Regions from separate parts of the Sus scrofa genome. Here region 2 is linked to region 1. A link is a contact called in public Hi-C data. All regions are on one chromosome and are shown on one strand. The core of a region is the stretch at or near the end of the contact, and the rest is flanking DNA. Distances in the headings are between cores, read along the strand shown.

The links. Hi-C and Micro-C count contacts between places; a contact is called where the count stands out from the background.
Region 2: a Hi-C map of omental adipose tissue shows a contact between it and region 1, with 1.7 times the contacts expected there. The contact joins two enhancer-like sites. A contact is called at or near these places in 3 of 47 Hi-C or Micro-C datasets (embryonic fibroblasts, heart right ventricle and omental adipose tissue).

What each region holds. Positions count from the first base shown.
Region 1 is chr3:9,154,352-9,159,624 of Sscrofa11.1, reverse strand. It overlaps COL26A1 (collagen alpha-1(XXVI) chain), which reads right to left. Exons shown (of 14, transcript XM_021086264.1): 10 at 4,282-4,334; 11 at 1,564-1,599; 12 at 343-393. Among named protein-coding and RNA genes, the nearest start is that of MYL10, 41 kb to the left of the region's middle. Within about 2 kb of position 1,469, at least 1 of the 83 cell types and tissues checked has an H3K27ac peak or open chromatin away from gene starts, as enhancers often do. A contact at or near this core is called in omental adipose tissue, where this site is marked.
Region 2 is chr3:9,226,583-9,232,415 of Sscrofa11.1, reverse strand. No RefSeq gene overlaps it. Among named protein-coding and RNA genes, the nearest start is that of MYL10, 31 kb to the right of the region's middle. Within about 2 kb of position 2,810, at least 6 of the 83 cell types and tissues checked have an H3K27ac peak or open chromatin away from gene starts, as enhancers often do. A contact at or near this core is called in omental adipose tissue, where this site is marked.

The DNA.
Region 1 (5,273 bases), core at 220-2,719:
CCTTGGGCACGACTGTAAGCCACGCACTGTCAAGGGAGAGTCTTGTCCCTGGAAAAGAACCCCACAGCCTGAAGCCTCCTTTAAACGGTTCTGCAGGTCTGTGTTCCTCGGGCCCTCTCAGGCCCTGGCCAGTCACCGTCTGTGCTACCCCCTTGCAGCCAACTTCACACTGAGATGCAGTCACGACTGACTCATCTGTCCCCGCCCCCCCGGGGCTGGGACCCCCCCCTTCATCCCATGGCCAGTGCCAGGCTCGGACCAATGGTGTCAGTACAGCTCTCCTGCTAAGACTCAGCCCAGGGGCAGGAGGGAAGCACTGGGAAGGGCCTCGAGTGCAGTTACCTCCGCAGCGGTGGCTTTGTCCTCCTCTTCCGCCTTCCCGCCAGGCTCCCCTGGGAAGAAAGTCACGCAGTCACAATGGGTGCGGGGCAGGACACCCCTCCACCCTCCCCAGCTTCTCCCGCAGACCTGGGGGTTAGCAGAGCAGGGGACGGCCAAGGCTGCAGGGACCCCTGCACAGCCCGGCATAGGATTGATTTTAGGGGCTTAATACTGTTTCTAGGGAGGAAGGAGTGAGGCTTGGAACCCCATGAGCTCATGTCTCAGCCCTTCCTCTGCGTCTCGGGACTCTGAGTTCCTGACTCTGGAGGGGCCAGTAATATTGGTCTCAAAATAAAAAGCCAGGTGGCCACTTATTCCTGTGTGACCTTGAGCAAGTTACTTTACCTCTCTGTGCCTCAGTTGTCTCATCTCAAAAATGGAAGTAATAACAGGCTGCTTTGTAGAGCTATTAGGAGGATCTAAAAAGTCCATATTGCTAAGAAGCTTGGGAAAAGTACGGCTTTGGAGGCTAACACTCCTGGGTTTAAATCTTGGCTCTACTGTTGTCTAGCTGTGTGACCCGGGGCGAATTGCTTAACCTCTCTGAGCCTTCGCAGCCTGTTCTGGCAAATAGGAGGACTAAAGCGCCATCTCCCGGGGTCACTGTGAAGCTTAAACACACTGTGGATGAAGAGGACCTCCACGCAGAAGGCGCTCCGCAAAGATCCGCCCCTTTGCCCCAGCCCCACGCCCCTGACATGAGACTCGCCCACCTCCTTGGCCCTGGGGACCAGGGCTGACACTCAGCAATTCTTATTTCCAAGAAGGGACATTAGAGGTCGCTGTCTATGTCTGTAGACAGACATGTTCAGAGAAGGCGAGGATCTGCAGGTCACACAGCACGTGGGCCCAGGGGCCTGGCTCTGCAGAAGCGACCTCAGGACTCTGACCCAAGCCCCCCAACAGAAGGCCACTTCAGGCCTGACTTCTTACACCCAGTGAGGGGGCTCCCGCCTCTCAAGGTCACCCCTTCTCAACTTGGGCGGCTGGGACAGCACTCAGACTGCCTGTTTCTGTCCCTCTGCCCGGTCCAGGCTGGGCTGGGTGAGGCCGCGCCTGTGGGGGCTGTGGGGCTGGGCTCAGCAAGGCTGCCCGGGGCGGAGGCCCACCCACCTGATGCCCTGGGTCTGCCCCAGAGCCCATCGCCCTGGGGGTGGCCCCTCCACAGCGCCCCGCACTTACAGACGGCCCCATCACGCTGTGCTCTGCAGCCAGGCCCTGCCAAAAAGCAAACAGAGCCATTAGGCCTCGCCTGCCCTGGCCAAGCCCTCAGCCCTCCCCTGACCCTCCCCTGGCACTGGGATCCGGAAATATGAAAACTAGGATGGGAGGAGGATGGCACAGAGGAAATGGAAGGGCCACGGCTGGGGGCCTCCCCGTCCTGGAGCCCCCTCCACTGGCCGGTGTGTGACCCTGGGCCTCGGCTGAGCTTCCATCTTCTTTTCTATGAAATGGGGCAATGCCGAGCCTGGTTACCACTCAGAGAAGGGACCAGAGGGCAAAGCACCCAACCCCCAGCTCGTGGAGAGAATGAGTGACAACAACAGGGATCAGAGGGTTCCATGCATAGACCCCCCCCCCAGTCAGTGCTGGGCCCAGACGGAAGGCTTCTGGGATCCCTAGACCCGTGGGTCCAGCCATCCTCCAGCACCCCCACCTGACTGCTCCAGCACCCCTACCTGAGGTGCCCTCATTCGACCTCTCCAAAGCAGAACTCCCCCCACCACCCCAGACCCGCCGCCCCACCCGGAAGTCTCTCTTCTCAGAAATGGCTCCGTGGCTCTGCAGCTGCTCCCGCACACCTCGGAGTAACCTTCGCTTTCCGTCCCCCACCCCCAGACCTAGCCCATCAGCCAGACCTGTCAGGTCCACTTTCTAAAGGTGTCCGTCCCCTCTGTCATTTCCTCCGCACTGCTGGTCTCCCTGCTCCACTCCCCCCTCCCCCACCCTCCCCACCTCCTGCAGCAGCGGGGCCTCCGCAAGCTGTAAATCAGGTCACGGACTCTCCGGTCCTGAAACGTGCCTGGCCCCCTCTCCACTGTGACTCCAACCCACACATCAGCCTGCTTCCCCACCTCACCTCACCCCACGCTCTCTGCTCCGTGTGTGCTGGGCGTTTCCCTGCCTCAGGGCCTTTGCACTTGCTCGACCCTCTACCTGGCATGCTCCTCACATCTTCGCATGGCTGCTCCTTCTGGTTCCCTGGGTCTCAGCTGAAGTCTCACCTCCGCCTGTCAGTCACCCCCCTCCTGTCACCTTAGATGCCTTCCCAGCTACTCTATCACCTGTGCCTCCCCTGTTAGACTGGCAGCTACCAGGGGGCAGGGATCCTGACTTTGTTCTCGTGCCCAGCACAGTGTCTGACGCAAGTGAGACCCCAGGACATAGTTGGTTAGTGAAGGGCATTTATTAAGGGTCTCCTCGGGACCTGGCATTTTCCATCTACTTTCCCCATTATTTCTCACAACAAACCTGCCCGGATGGGACTTTTATTCTAATTTCATAGATGGGGAAACGGAGGCCCAGGGGATCAGTGACTTGCTCAGGGTCACCCCGCTGGAAACTGGCAGACCCGGGGAGCCAGGAGAGGTCGCGTTGCTGGCACAGAGCTCCGGGCGTGTGGAGCTCGGCCAGTCTCCTCCTGCCAACCTCCCCCAGTTCCCGGGGCCTCTGCAGCCCTCACCCCACAGAGCAGGGAGACCAGCAGTGCACCAGAGACAGGGTCTCTGTCACTGTCATTCTCTCTCGCCTGCCCCCACCCTCTCTCTCCAGGCCCAGTGGCCAGGGGTCCAAGGAGCCAGAGGGTGCTCTTGGGGAACTCAGGCTCCTGCTTACCTGCCCGCCCCACCGGACTCAGGAGCAGATCAGGCCCGAGGGCCTTTTGCACCCTCTGTGGCCTCTGCCCAGCCCGGGCCCTGCCCACCAGCCTGGTCTGTGCCACGTCCACCCTCCCTCTGCCCTACGCTGCATGGGGCCTGGCCCGGTCATGCCCAGGGCACCCCCCCCAGCCCTTCTCCTCCATGCCGCACCCTCCTGGGGGGAAAACAGCAGAGAGCAGATCCGGAGCCGTAGGACACGGGTTCTCTGACGCCTAGAACATCGTCTCTAGTGAGCTGGCCCGCGGCGTGGCTGGCGCCCACCTTGTGCTTGGGAATGTGTGTTAAATGACTAAGGGGACTCACAGGGCCACCAGATCCACCTCCCTGGCAGGGTGAGGGGGCACTTCTCAGCCACCCCACTTCACCCGAGCTCTAGGGACTGCGGAGCCCTCAGAGCAGGGGCCGCAGGAAGCTCCATGTGGTAGGACAGCCCCAAACGCCACCCTTTCTGCCTCTGCATTCAGGCCCCATTCCCCCTCCTCTGCGCGACTCTTCCCCTCAGGCCCCCGGGCTCCTGCAGCACGAGGCACTTCCACCTGCGCCTTACTCTCTTTCACTCCCTGTGACAATCCACGAGGGAGAAGCTGTACTCCCTGTCTCAGCAACCAAGGGAGCTGGAGCCCAGAGAGGCTCTTTCTGCCCGGGTCACACAGCTGGGGGGCAGAGCAAGCTGGGGTTCAGGGCCATGTGTCAGGCTTCAGAGTGACCCCTCACAGGTGATTCTCACTGGAGAGGGGCGAGGGGCCAGGATGGACATTCCGTGATCCTCTGGTGGCGGCATCTGGGTCTCAGTTGGCTGCTCTATGAAATGGGAGCGACGTTAACACCTCCCAGCACAGGCAGAGTGGGCAGCAAAGGGCCGCTGCTGCTAACAAGGCCAGATCCTGCGCTTGCTGGGCCCATGTGGGGACTGGCCAGGCGAGCTGGGTCCTCCTGAGCAGCTGTGCTGGTTAGAAGCCCTGCTCCTCTCTCCCTGGGGAGAAAATGCCCCCTCTCCCGCCAGAAATGGGAAAGCCCTTACCTGGGATCCAGGTGTGCCTGGGGGTCCAGGGGGACCATGTGGTCCAGGGGGACCTGCAAGCAGAGTCACAGATGGTCCTCTGGGGCCAGAGAAGCCCGCTGTCCACCATCAGCTCTCAAGAAAGACCTTCTGACCCCACTCCCCCAGCCCTTCCCCTGGGTCTGTCCGCATGGCAGCAAACTGAGGTCTGGTGAATGAATGGTGGGGAGGGGGGCACGTGCTTCCTCCCCCGCTGCTGCCCCTGCACACTCCTAGGGCCTCATCCATGGGCAGCCCCACACCCCTGCCCCAGCTGGCCAGTCCCCTCGAGTCCGCTTCTCCTGGGGACCTTAGACCTGACTCCTCTGAGGCTATTCCTCACCTGCTGCCTGACCATTCACCCCTCCACGCAGCCACCCAGAGCGACCTTGCGGTTAGGTCCCTCTCAGCCCAGCCCACTCCTCCTTCATCCCCCAGATACCCTCCCAGAAAGTTCCCCCACATCTGTCTTCGCTGCTGTAGTTCTTTCCTCCTGGAGCGTCTCTATCTTCTCTGCATCCTAGCAAACTCTTTCCTATTGCTCTTTCCTACTAGTTTCAGGCTGAGCATCACCTCCTCCAGGAAGTCTTCCAGCACCTACCCCCAAATCTTCTCTAGGCAAATTCCTGACCTGGAGCAGCCACTGCCCATGGCCCCTGTCAGCTTACTATGGACCATGTTTCTCCCATGGGCCAGGGAGTGTTCAGAGGACCAGTCCTGATGCGTGCAGCAAAGGGGGTGGTGTCCAGGACCTAACCTCCCAAATGCTTGGAAGACTGAGGCCTCTGTCCCCTGTGCCTCCCTGGGCCCCCTGAGCTGATCCCCCTCCCAGCCCGCGCCTCCCCTGCTCTGGCTCACCGAGGGCAGCCTGGGGCCACACAGAAACACTGCATCACCCCAAGGGAGCTGTCACCCAGGAGTGGGGGGCCTCACCTCAAGCCACTGAGGGCTGAGGCAGACCCAGTGCCCTGCCA
Region 2 (5,833 bases), core at 1,561-4,060, 71 kb before region 1:
GAAATTAGCAGAACTTCCCCCCCTCCCCCACCACCCCCCTCCCCCTCCCCCACCCCAAGTGCTAGGACTGGCGGCTAAAAGATTGGTGGTCTCCCCTACCCGGTCCCCAGGAGACTTACAGAGGGCACAGGCCCAGTAGGGGCTGCAAAGCCACACAGAGCCCTGAATTTGGGGGGACTCTGCCCTCATTATCTCATCTCTCCAGGGCTCCCCCTCTTCCTGGCTTTCGCTGGGCTTTGGCAGCCTCTCAGGCCTCCTCACACTTTCTCAGCTTCCTCTCCTGTAAGTTGGGTTTAGCAAGAGGACCAGAGGCCGGGTGCTGTGGGCTCTCTCCACCCTTCTGCTCCGGCCCTCCGTCAGATCTGCTTAGACTCTGGTTTTGTTTTTGTTTTTATTTTTTGAATGGCCACACCCCTGGCATAGGGAAGTTCCCGGGCCAGGGACTGAATCTGAGCCACAGCCACATCAACCCCAGATCCTTTAACCCACTGTGCTAGGCCAGGGATCAAACCCATACCTCTGCAATGACTTGACGGCTGCTGTCAGATTCTTAACCCACTGCATCACGACAGGAACTCCTGGACTCTGTTCTGGCTCCCTGCCCCTCCTCCAAGGGATTTTGGTGCATGGGCCTGTCATTAACCAGATTTGGAAAGTTGAGGCTGATAGTATTAGAAGACAGATAGGGAAACTAGGACTTCGGGAAACATAATTCTCCTGAGGTTGCACAGAAGGTGGTGGGTGAGTTGGACCAGAACTTGAGTCATATGCCCTTGCTGGGGATAACTGGGTGAGGCTCCTAGGGGGTATCTCCCATCCTTGCCCCAATGAACCCCTCTGAATGGTTTTAACTTTCTTCATGTTTGCACATAAATTTTTTTTAAAACAGAAGTTTACTTCTCTCACATGTAACAGGCCTAACACAAGAAATCAGGGCCTATATGGCAACTCTACATTGTTCCAGGCATCACTGTCCTTTTATTTTGCTGCTCTGCCATGCTCAACAGGCAACTTCCATCTTTGAGTCCAAAAAGGCTGCCCTAGCTCCTGCCATCATTGCAGAAATCCCAACCTGTGGCAAGCGAGGAAGAGGAAGGGAAAGTTTATGCTCTTTTTTTCAATTAAAAAATTGTGTTAAAATACATATAACAGAAAATCATTTTAAATGTACCATTCAGTGGTATTAAGTGCACTCATATTGTACCACCACATGAGGAAGATATTTTCTACCCAAAAAATGGAGGCTCAGAGAGGGTAATGTCTTGCTCAAAGTCACACAGCGTGGAAATGACAAGATTGGGGCTCAGTGGTCGTTTAACTCCCTGGCCTGCCTGGAGGGCTTCTTTCATTAGAAATGTGGCCATGTCAGGGCTGCCCGCATAGGACTGGGGTCCCAATAGTCCCTTCGCCACAAGTAGTGAGAAAAGCCCATCTGGGGCCCAGAATTTCCGCCCGGAGCTCAGCAGGGTTCTCATCCTGCCTATGCTCTTTTCGCTCCAGGAGCTTTAAGATGCTGGGAAACTAGGACTGACTTCAAAATGAGTTACTTTAATTGGATTTTCCCCAGTATTGGTATGCAGAGGTTATCGCTGGAGGTTTTCTTAGTGGCCCATGGCAGTTTATTGTGGCATCTGGAGCGTGTGTGTGTGTGTGTGTGTGTGTGTGTGTGTGTGTGTGTGTGTGCGCTTGTCTACTTGGCTGTGCCTGGTGTGATGTACACACGTATGCTTCCATATGGACATGGGCCCCACCCTTTCGGTGGTGCGCAAACATCTCTCTCTGGGGGGCACTCTGCCCCCCCCCCCCCGTCTCCGGGGGAAACTGGGGCCCGGCAGCGCGCGGGGAGGGCAGCCGCCAGCTGGGCCAGCGAAGAGTTGTGTCTGGGGTGGTGTGTTGTAACTGGCAGCCTGGCATATGAGTCACCCGCCAAATTAACTTGAGTTTCCTTTGGGGAAAAACGTAATCAGTTATTGCGCTCGGCTCCAGTTTAGCAAATTAACTCGTCCAGTTTTTTATTTCTATTTCTCTAATTTGGGGGGGGTGGTGTACAGATGGGGAGGTGATGGGTGTGGCCGGAGGCTGAGGCTGCTGCTCAGAGAGGGCCTGCTGGGGACAGACGTTGAGGGAAGGGGGGGGTCCCGGCTGAAGCTGGGGACTGGAGCCACTGTCCTTGATGTGGCCCCGGGTCCTGCTGGGACCTGGGGGTGGAAAGACACAGGGGAGGAAGCCTGTGTCCGCACAGCACGTTTCCCGCCAACTGGAACATAGTAGCCCTGCTGTGAGCAAGTGGGAGAGGTTCTGAGCAGGCCTCCCGACATGTGCTGTCCCACGGACAGATGCCCTGGGTCTGGAAGATTCCACCAGGCCTGCCTCTGCGTGAGGGATGCCCGCAGTTATGCACATGGGTGCAACGTGCGGTTCTAGGGCTCTCCAGGTCCCCCCCAACCCTTCCTTCTCACATCCACTCCCAGGCAGGTATCGGCAACCCAGGTGAGGCGTCTTGACCCTCTGGGAAGTGACACGGTGATGCCAGGCCCTGCTCCCTTACGTTTCAGTGGGGCCATGGGCTCGTCTTCCCCTGAAATGTTGGGGGAGGAAGAAGGTACTGGATCTTAAAGAGCCTGAGAGGGCCCGATGCTTCACAGGCTGGAGGTGGGTCTCCCCGGGGACTCTGTGCCCCTGTGGGCTCCCAGCTGGCCGGGTGACGTCTGTCTCTGGCTGGGGCCTGGATGCCCATCCTTCCTCTCCTGGGAGGTGACCCCTCTCTTGGCAGCAGGCCCCATCATGGCTCAGCCTTTATGAGCTCAGCTTTGGCCTTCTCTGAGAAGCCTTCCAGACTGTTCCCAGCCCATGTGCCACCCCACCCCCATATCCCACTGCTCTGCACCGTGACATGCTGGTCTTTTATTTATTTATGTTTTTTAGGGCCACACCCACAGCATATGGAGGTTCCCAGGCTAGAGGTCGAATCGGAGCTGTAGCTGCCAGCCTCCACCACAGCCACAGCAATGTGGGATCTGAGCTGTGTCTGCGACCTATACGAGCTCATGGCAATGCTGGATCCTTAACCCACTGAGTGAGGCCAGGGATTAAACCTGCATCCTCATGGATACTAGTTGGGTTCTTCACCCGCTGAGCCACAATAGGAACTCCATGACATGCTGATCTTGGGTGGCAGATTTGTGTCCTGTGGCCATGGAGAAAGTCCCAGTATACATGGGCTGAATGTAGGGTGGGACAGGCCACCCACCCAGAGCCATTGGTCTGAGCAGGGGGTGAAGAGGAAGTGGAAACCAGCCTGGTCCCTGGCCTGGGGTTGGTCCATGCAGAGGTGGCTGCCAGCAAGAACAGAGGCGCTAGCTCTCAGACCCTCTGGCCAGAGCCTAGGTGACAGAGGGACACAGCTCAGCATGGGGACCACAGATGGGGTGCTCTGGAAAGCAGAGAGGGAGGGGCTCCTGTGCAGGCAGGTGGCCTTGGCCAGGAGGGAGAAAGTACGTGGTAGCAGAGAAAGCCGCGAGCTCCCATGCAATACCCCAGAGCACTTCCAGCTGCTGCGGAAAGTTTGGGGAGGGAGTCCTACCTTAACAGGGGGAGTGAGAGTCAGAGAAATAAGACTTATTACAAGAAAGCAGCTGGAAAGGTCTAGGGGCACTCTGGCTATAAGAATTATAAGGTGATTGTTTATGGAGCGGTTTATATGTTCTGTCTCCCAATAAAGTTAGAACGTGGTTTTGTCTTTGTACCCATTTTAAAGCTGAACAAACTGAGGCTTAGAGGGCAGCTGGTGAGTGGAGGAGCAGGGTGACAGCAAGGCTGCCCCATGGTGGCATGTTGCTCTGCACTGTCACCCCTTGGCTTCACAAGGTGCGTCTGTCTCCCTACAGCAGCTGTGAGCCAAGGGCTGGGCACGAACCTCAGAGACTGGGGACCCCCTTGGTTCCTGGCACAGGCCAGGCAGCTGCTGCAAAGTAGCTCCCAGGGACCCGGACCTTCTCTGATGGAACATTCACGTCCCCGAATGTTTGCTGACTGCCAGCAGAGGGCAGGAGACGCAGGGCAGCCTCTCTGGCTGGGGACAGCGTGGGGGCAGGGGGTGTGTGTGACCACTCTGAGCAGGGTGCCCCCAGGATGTAGCTGCCGGGGATCCTGATCTTCATCAGCCCCCAAGTATGGTGCAGCCCCGGAGCAGCGGGGCTGATGCCAAGAGTACCTTCTGGGTCTCCTGAGGGCTCTTCCTTCCACCGGGAGGCCCTCAGCTCCACGGTGACTCACCGATCTCATTGTCCAGGGAGCCGCCCTGGGGGACCATCTCATTCCAGCTGGGAACTGGGACTCCCACTCCTTAGATGGGAGCAAAAGCAGGGACGTTTTGATTCAAGTTCATTCTCACTATCCTAGAGCATATGTCTATATATGTGTGCATACGTGTGTGTGTGCACATGTGCGTATACATACCTATGCCTGTATGTATAGATATGTGCACACGTGCACACATACACACACCCCGCAAACATTAACTGGAGCTGCCTCTGGGTCATGGAATTACCTGTGGTGTTTATTTCTGTCTTCATGCTTTTTTCTGTTTTCTAAATTTCCTATAGCGAGCATCGAAAAGAAAAATTAAACCCCAACCAGCTCAGCAGCCATCGCAGGCCGTTGTAACGGGAGCCTTTCTTGGGTCTGAACCACAGCGCCTTCAGGGCTCTGTGTGTCAGGGCCTGTCTGGAGGAGGGTGGGCAGCCGAGGGCTGGTGGTGGGATGTGGTGGTTGAGGGGGCGGGTGTAGGGAGGATATTTATTCAGAGGAAGGACCCAGGAGCTTCCTAGACCTTCTGGGGATGTCTTGACTCTTACGCTTCATTACAGCTCGTTTCTGACCTTCGCATTGCTCCCCAGCTGGAGCGCAAGACAGAGTTAAAAATTCACATATGTATATATTCAGTCAAGCAACAAGCCCTCACCATTGCCAGGGTGCTCTGGGCAAAACCCACGCTCTCTTTGTCACGCCTTTGTGGCAGCTGTCCCCTTTCGGCTCTTTCCCCTTGGCTGGATGCTGGCAGTTGGGATGTGGCGTGGGGCGGGCGCTGTGGGTGTTCACAGTCCTGGGAGCCAGGCTCGGCCCCCTCACCTCCTCTGGGATACTCATGGCACTGCTGTTTGGTTGGCTGGGAGCCCCCGCTTCCAGGGTGCCCATCAGACACTGGATTCCCCAAGTGGGCAGAGTGGGGGAGGGGAAGGATGAGACATGTCTTCCGCATACCCGGGTTCCAGCCTCCATTTAAGCAGTGGGCGGGGGGGGGGGTGTATCTAGAAAGTCTGCTTACTGCTGCCACCAAAGTGTGACAGACAGGGCAGGAATTGAAGTGGTCACCGCGTGGCCAGCCCGGCCTGAAGGTTGGTGTTGTCGTTGAGCCATTCGTGGGAGGCATCAGATGCTCAGAGCAACGTGGAAAGGTCCTGGGAACAGCTAGTCCTGTGGCTCTCCGTGGGCTCACTCCATCCCGGGGGCATTTTGGACGTGCATAGGGGACGTTTATTGGTCACCGAGATGCGGGGTGGGAGGGGCTGGCTCTTGGCGGGCAGGGCCCCCCAGGGGCTCTGCAATGTGCCTGATGGCCCTGCTCCTTGAAGGGTGGTTACTGCATCCCACAGAAATTGCACCTGTCCCGCCAGAGACCTTCCTATATGGTGAAAAACCTGTTAAAAATGCTCTGAGCTGCAATGGGTTAAGGATCCGGCGTTGCTGTGAGCTGGGGTGTAGGCCGGCAGCTCTAGCTCCGATTGGACCCTTAGCCTGGGAACCTCCATATGCCATGGGAGCGGCCCTAAAA